Regions from separate parts of the Oryctolagus cuniculus genome. Here region 2 is linked to region 1. A link is a contact called in public Hi-C data. All regions are on one chromosome and are shown on one strand. The core of a region is the stretch at or near the end of the contact, and the rest is flanking DNA. Distances in the headings are between cores, read along the strand shown.

What was found. Hi-C and Micro-C count contacts between places; a contact is called where the count stands out from the background.
Region 2: a Hi-C map of an unstated tissue shows a contact between it and region 1, with 4 times the contacts expected there. The contact joins two enhancer-like sites. A contact is called at or near these places in 3 of 6 Hi-C or Micro-C datasets (ear pinna, psoas muscle and an unstated tissue).

The regions. Positions count from the first base shown.
Region 1 is chrX:45,537,457-45,540,986 of mOryCun1.1, reverse strand. No RefSeq gene overlaps it. Among named protein-coding and RNA genes, the nearest start is that of MSN, 46 kb to the left of the region's middle. Within about 2 kb of position 1,551, at least 4 of the 8 cell types and tissues checked have an H3K27ac peak or open chromatin away from gene starts, as enhancers often do.
Region 2 is chrX:45,624,965-45,628,494 of mOryCun1.1, reverse strand. The region is part of intron 1 of MSN (moesin); the gene reads right to left. Among named protein-coding and RNA genes, the nearest start is that of MSN, 41 kb to the right of the region's middle. Within about 2 kb of position 1,519, at least 1 of the 8 cell types and tissues checked has an H3K27ac peak or open chromatin away from gene starts, as enhancers often do.

The DNA.
Region 1 (3,530 bases), core at 302-2,801:
GGGTCACAGGACTGAGGAAGAAGATGAAAGGATGAAAGGTCTCATGACAGAGCCAGCTGGCTCCTACCTTCCAGCCTTTCACCCAAAGAAAGGGCACTGCCCACAGACAGCAAAGGTTCTTCAGCTTCTAGATGATCTGAGCCAGGGGTTCTTAGCAACCATATTCCCACCCTCTCATCCAAACATTTTGCATATGTGAACACTAAGACTCACAAACAGGAAAGGACTGGTCCACTCCTACATGGGGCAATGATGGAAGAACTGAAACTAGAATGCTGGCCTCCGTGTTCTCAATCAAGTGCTCTGCAAAGAGAATAAACCTGGTTCAGTGCCATTAGTTGAAAGGCACTGTTGAGGTCATTATGCCAGGAGGAAAAGAGAGGCTCAGGTTTATGATGGGTGGTGTGGTGACCCAATCAACATCCAGATTATGAACGCTTAGGGACAGGGTCTGGCTCTGCTTTGTATATAGCGAAAGCCTAAGTCAGAGTGTGGCTCTAGCTCAGTGATTAATAAGTGAGGGAGGGAATCACCACCAGGCACTTGGTGGTGGGTGGTGTGGGGGGGGAACACTGACGCCTCTTCTGGGCCTGTAGATATTTATGCAAAACACTCCAGAAACTTGGAAATCCAAGGATCAAGAGATTTAGTCTCAGTCTGTTGTAAACCTGCTTGGCTTCCCCTTTGCCCACCAGCCATAAATCAGTTTCTGCTTTACAAATAAAGGGTAATGATATCTGCCTCATCTGTCTCTCTGGGGCCTGGGGAAGTTGCAGTGAAGAAAAAAAAAAGAGATAGGAAAGAGCTCTGACAAAAACAAGACAGCGCTCTGCAAATGTGATGGCCGGGTGCTATGGTGATGTCCCAGCTAGCAATTATGTTCTCCGGCGCGGCGACTGTGGGCGCCGAGTGAGTCATCCTCTCACTCTCAAAGCCGGAGGCCTTGCAAGGGGAGAAATGAGGTGAGCCTTTTGTAGAGAATTTTTTTTTCTGTGTGTGTTGGGGGGCAGAACAGGGGTGGACATTCCTCCCCTACACACACACACACACACACACACACGCATACACACACAGTGCCCCCGATTTCAGCCCCTTTGAAAATCAACGGTCAGCTTAAGGGAGGACTACATCCTGACCTCTGCTGTTTAATTTTGAGACTGAGAGGCTCTTAAGTCACTGACTAAAACTTCCAGTCCCTATTTCCACTCAGTCGAGTTCCACAGCCAGCTTGGGGCTGTAGCTCTGACTGTCCCAAACTCACTCTGTCGCTTCAGGCAAATGGCATTCCCTGTCTGCGTACTTCTCTTTTGTAAAATGCAGACTGAACTAGATGCCTAATGTTATCTTTCACGAGTGCTGAACTGGGATTTAGAAGACCAGGGCTCAAGTCTTAGCTCTGGCACACCAACTTACAATGTTAGATAAGTTCTCTCCTGGGCCTCAGTTTCCATAACTATCAAATGAGACATTTGGATTAGATGCTTAGCGGTGTGTTTCAAGAATTTGGACCTGGAACTCAGGAAATCTGCGTTCTGTCCATGACTCTTAGAGACTGGATCATTATCTGAGTTTAGCCTGGTCGTGCCCTTTCTGAGGGCCTTAGCTGCTGTATCTTTGTTATGAGGGGATCTGAACATAAGGCGTCTAAACACACCCGCTGATTCTCACAGCCTATAGTTCTAGAATTTTACGAGGACTGAAAAGGAAGTGGAGGGAGAGGCCACACCCAGAAAAATTTCTCATAAACTGGCAGAGGCTGCCCTCTATGGGTCTGACCTGAAAGTGCAGGCCTAGCTAGCTGAGGCAGGAGACCAACACTGAAGACAAATGGGTGCTTCACCCAATAAGGCCAAACACAGGCTGGGATTGACCCACCGACTTCCCTGCCCTTCCGAATGAGGGGGATTCAGATAGGAAGTGTGTGCTAAGAGACTGGCTCTCCCCACCCAGCCATCAGAAACAGGAGGCTTTCTAAGGCTAGGCAGAGACAGGACCACTGGGGGCTCTTCCATGGACAAAATGGATAGATCTGGGGCGATGTGGAGTATGACCAAGTTAGTTCCATGGCCAAGAAGTTTTCACTGATGAGACAAAGATTTCTTAACAAATGGTAGGATCTGCTCAAATTGCTGTTTTTCAGCATCCCCCATCTACTCTCCACCCTCCCCAGAGGAGAGAGAATTCATGCCTGGACAGAAGAAAGGAGTGATCTCAGTGTGGGAGTTAGAACCTAACTATGAGAAAGAAATTGAACACTGGGCATACTCAGTATTCAGGGAAGGCCTTAAGGTCTAAGGGATTTGCGGGCTCAGTCACTGAATTTTGAGAACTCCATGGACTCATTTTGCCCAGCACTATGTGCTAGAGGCTTAGGATGGATTCAGATATAGGCTTCTCTGTTACAGAAATAGGTGCATACTACGACATTCATAGTTGCCATTCTATAATTGAATAACTAAGAAGGTCAGGAAACTCTGTGCCCCTTCCCCCCTCTCTCTCTTAGTTAAAAATCTGACCATCCATCCCAGTTGCAAGAGAAAACATACCTTGTTCTGCTCCTGGATCACTATTATAAACCAGGTCAAGTTCTAGCCCCTTCCTAGGCCTCAGTTTCCCCAACTGAAGGATAGGGTTGGACTTGATGCACTTTCAGGTTTCTTACATCCCTGACATGTTCTTTTTATAATGTTCTGTGGCATTCTATCCTCTTCTTCTCCTGCCCAAGCAGGGTCCAGCCATTCCCTAAGGCCTTTTCAACCCTAACCTCCTACCCTACAAGCTTCCAAGCTTTCCATAACGTCCTAGCCCCACCTCTGTGCCTTCATTCCACCACTGCCACCACTGCTGCTACTTGTAATAGTGTATTTTTAGTTGGGAATTCTAATCACCCATTGCTGATGCTGGTGAGCTGACAAAGGTTGATACAGTATTCCTCTGAGGTGACAAAAGTCCCAGCTTTGCTATCACTTTTCTTTGTGTCCTTGAAAAAATCATCTCCATTCTCTAGATGTCATTTTTGTCATCTGTGACTTAAGTGCTGTGGACTAGAACAGTCTCTGAAAGCAGCAAATTGTTCCAACATCTTCCACCTCCAGGCAGTGAGAAGGCTGAGGTTGTCTTTGATGTTTTTACTATAATCCTGATCCCCTTTCAGTGCTCCTTAAATTGTATTCTCTCTTACCAACACAACTTCCCACCTCTAATGAGTAGCCAGGGTTCCCACAAGCATGCCGTACATAGGAAAGCCAGTCTTCTATTCCTCAACTCTTGAGTCTGCCTCCTTTCCCTCCTCACCCTGTTCCTAGCAAGAAGTTTTTCCCAGGGCTGGTACTGTGGTGTAGCAGGTAAAGCCACTGCCTGCAGTGCCAGCATCCATCCCATATGGGCACCAGTTTAAGACCCGGCTGCTCCACTTTCCATCCCGCTCTCTGCTAGGGCCTGGGAAAGCAGTAGAAGATGGCCCAAGTCCTTGGGCCCCTGTATCCACATGGGAGACCCTGAAGAAGTTCCTGGCTCCTGGCTTCAGATCC
Region 2 (3,530 bases), core at 270-2,769, 88 kb before region 1:
TGCTTTCTCACAGAGGAGCAGTGGTTGGTCTAGTGTGGGAAGCCAGGGCCTTAAAAGGAAGCCTCCAAAGTCATCAAATAGCTCCCAGGCAGCCCCTCAGCTGGGCAGGAATCAGAGATGCACACCAGGGTGGGGTAGCATTTCAAGATGCAGTCCCCAGAAAAGAACTGTTTATACAGCTAATCCCTGCCTAAGCTGGGTTTGAGGACTTAGCACAGCCTGAGGTCAAACACTGTGTCTCTAGAGAACATCAAGAGTTTAAGGAACAACAACAACCAAAAAGAAAAAAGTGTCTGGGTGCTTGGGGGAGGGGTGTCATCCTCTCACACACACTAGCCTTCCCACTCATAGCCCAAGAACAATAAACCCACTGTCATTTATTAAACAATTGAACAGACATTTCCCACACCAATCCCTTCTCTGAGCACTGACAAATCTATCTCAGTGGTCCACCATCCAAAGGCTTCAATGAACTGGGATCTTATCTGTGTCCCCACTTGGCTGGCCTGAGACATAAAATAACCAGGCCATATGTTACCTCTGCCTTAGCAGCAGCAGCTGTGGTACTTTGGCCTCTACTCCTGATCAGCCTCCAATAAGTGACCCCTCTCTTTCTCTAAAGCCAAGGACACCCAGATAATGGCCCAGTGCCAGTGAGGGAATCTAGCAATGAATGGTTTCCCCTCCCTTGCCCCTTGTCACTAAAATGTAAGGTGACTTTCCTGGTCAGAATCAGAAGGGAACGCAGAGAGAAAGGGGGAGAGTGACATGTTCACCACTAACTTGCCTGAAGCATGGAACTCCAAGCCGGAGGGGACGAGCATTATCAGACCCACTTCAGAGATGAGAAAACTGAAGGGCATAGAGGCAGATGAAGGATGGAAACGGCCATTTACTGAATGCACGCTGCATGCCAGCCCCATCACCCACAATCTCACTTAACATCACTGAGGCCACATTTACTCAGCTAGCAAGCGGTGGAGGCAGGTCTTCTGGACATTCTTGGAGCTCCTTCCACAACTCCACCCACCTCTCTAGTCATGCTGATTTCACTGCTGTCTTCAGACACCGCCTTGGCAAGTATTTTGGCCAAGGCCCAAAGTCTCTGGCATAGGGAGCCTGGGCACATCTGGGAAGCATGGCTTGGGAAGGCCCCCTTGTCTCCCTGGGGCAGAACTTATGAGTCAGCCCAGTTGAGTCTGAGCTCAATGACCTCACCTCCCACCTGCCACCTCCCCAGTCTCCCCAAGTGCCCACTCCCTCTGGGCTTTTAGTGGGGCTGCGGGTGTAGAAAGGAATGCAAGCCTAAGTGAAGAATGGGAGCCAGAGGTAGGACAAGCCCTACCAGGGCAACCCCAAAACTCCAATCTCTTCCCTGGCCAGAAAGTAGTCACCATAGTGTCCCCCAAACCGCTTCATCAACCTGGAGGCCAATTCCTGTTATTTAGGCTCCAGCACCCACCATTTCCTGCTGCCAGGGCAGGGCAGGGCAGGGCAGGGCAGAGCAGGGCCTGGTCTGTCTTGCCTCTTAGGATGACAGCACTGCCTGAAGCAGCTGTTTTCCTTAAGGGGAGGGGAGGGGGGACAAGGGTTGCTTTGAATCTCTAACCTAGGAGCTATTAACCCTTCTCCTCCTCCTCCTCCTCCTCTAACTCATTCCCCAATAACTTAGCCTCTTCCCTATAGACTGAGAGGTCGTGCCTGGTACAGTTATCCTCTATGGTCTCTTTCTGCCCATTTCCAGACCCTTAACACAGCCTGTAAGAGTTGCCTCAAGACTTGCCTGGGGTAAACCTTTCCTATGCCTGTGCCTTTTCCCAGTAACTTCTTGAAAGGAGAAATACACCCAATCGCACCTGCACCCACACCTTAATGGGCCAGCAGTAGTTCTTCAACTGCTCCTACATCATTGGCTTTGACCCAGCCATGTTCTCCAAAAGATCCCCAAGGAGTATTTCAATGGGGAGATAAGGGCATACTGGAGACTGTTACTTCTCCAATTACCATACGTTTGGGACACTAACCCCTCTTAGCCAGAAGAACATAACTACGTTGTCACTGTGAGAGGAAAGCTCAGAGCAGAGGCCAAAGCTGAAAAAATCAGAAATGATGATGTCACTTTAGCAAGCTGCGGCTTCTTCATGAATCAAGCCTTACTTGTAGGGCCTTTTGCACAACCCTAGACTCAAGTACAGTCTCCCTCTTTTTCTCTCTGCATGTGAAAGTCAGGTAGGAAATTAGCTCCTTAGTGTCTGCACCTAACTCCAGGCCTTACTTTCAAAGCAGCTCAATCAAACCAAACCTCAAAAGTCAGCTCATCTTTCCTTGCCCTGCAGCAACCCCACCCCTACCCTTACCCCTCCCCACCTCCTTAGCAAGACCATTCCCTCTCAATTCAGTCATCCTGGAATCTCATCTGGCTTCTTCCTCCTGCACTTCTCATCCTTGTTCTCCAAGACAATAAATAGTGCAGAATCCCAAACCATTAGACTGTTGCTCTAAAGAGACTATGTGGAAGAGACTAGATCATTTTACTTTCATGAAAAACTCCAATCTGGCACTGATTGGAATTGTAGCTTTCAACAGAGGACAGTTCTAATGTTCAGACTCTAAGGCATTGATTGACCAGCACCCACTCAAGGGAGGCTAGGTCTTTTATAACACCATGAAAGGAAACTCAGAAACGCCTTGTTTCCAGGACAGCTTCCTTTGCAAACTCTTGGATAGCAACTGTTGGGAAGTCCCTAGGCATCGGGCACAACAAACCTCCTAACTGGGGGTTGAGGAAGGCACAGAACAGGCAAAGAGGTAGGGAATGTGAGGAAAAAGTTTGTCCCCAGGCGGCCAAAAACAGACTCTTAAAATTCCCATAAAACTTCACAAGTGCTAAAATAAAAGGGTCCCATCATTAAATAAAGTAAATCTCTAAATGGGCAAAGCCTTCTCTGGGACCACACCCAACTGAGCTTCTCTCTCTTGAGTCAATTTCCTGCTTGACCCAGCTTCCTGCCTGCAAGTTTCACAGGAAGTATTTGTAGACTGGAAACATTTATGATTTTTGGTTGCTGACTGATGCCAGCTCTACCCAGGCACCAGAAGAGGGCTCTACTGCCTCTGCTCAGGAACACACCCCAGCAACCTCCACTATCACATCTCCAAAGCACCCTGGAGCTGATCCAAGCCCCAGCTTGAGTTCCATCCATTGCTCATGGGAATTCTGCCCTGTCCTGTGCCCCTGGGTATTAAAATCACTGAAGCCAAGATCAGTCAACTATGCAGGGACATGGGGAGGCTTCCAGGCCTAGTCAAAAAGCTCTTTTATCAACTCCAGGGGTAGGGCAAGGTCAACTTCCTACCTATCTTGCTGCTTAGATGATGGCCAAATCCAGTATCTGGGTAACCCACAGAAATAATGTTCTCAGCTCTTATAGGGCAAAGAATGATACAGAGAAAATGGTTTTGGAATCTCTTTGACTTTTCTCTTTCTAAAACTCAGTTTCCTAATCCATAAAATGGACCTAATAATAATA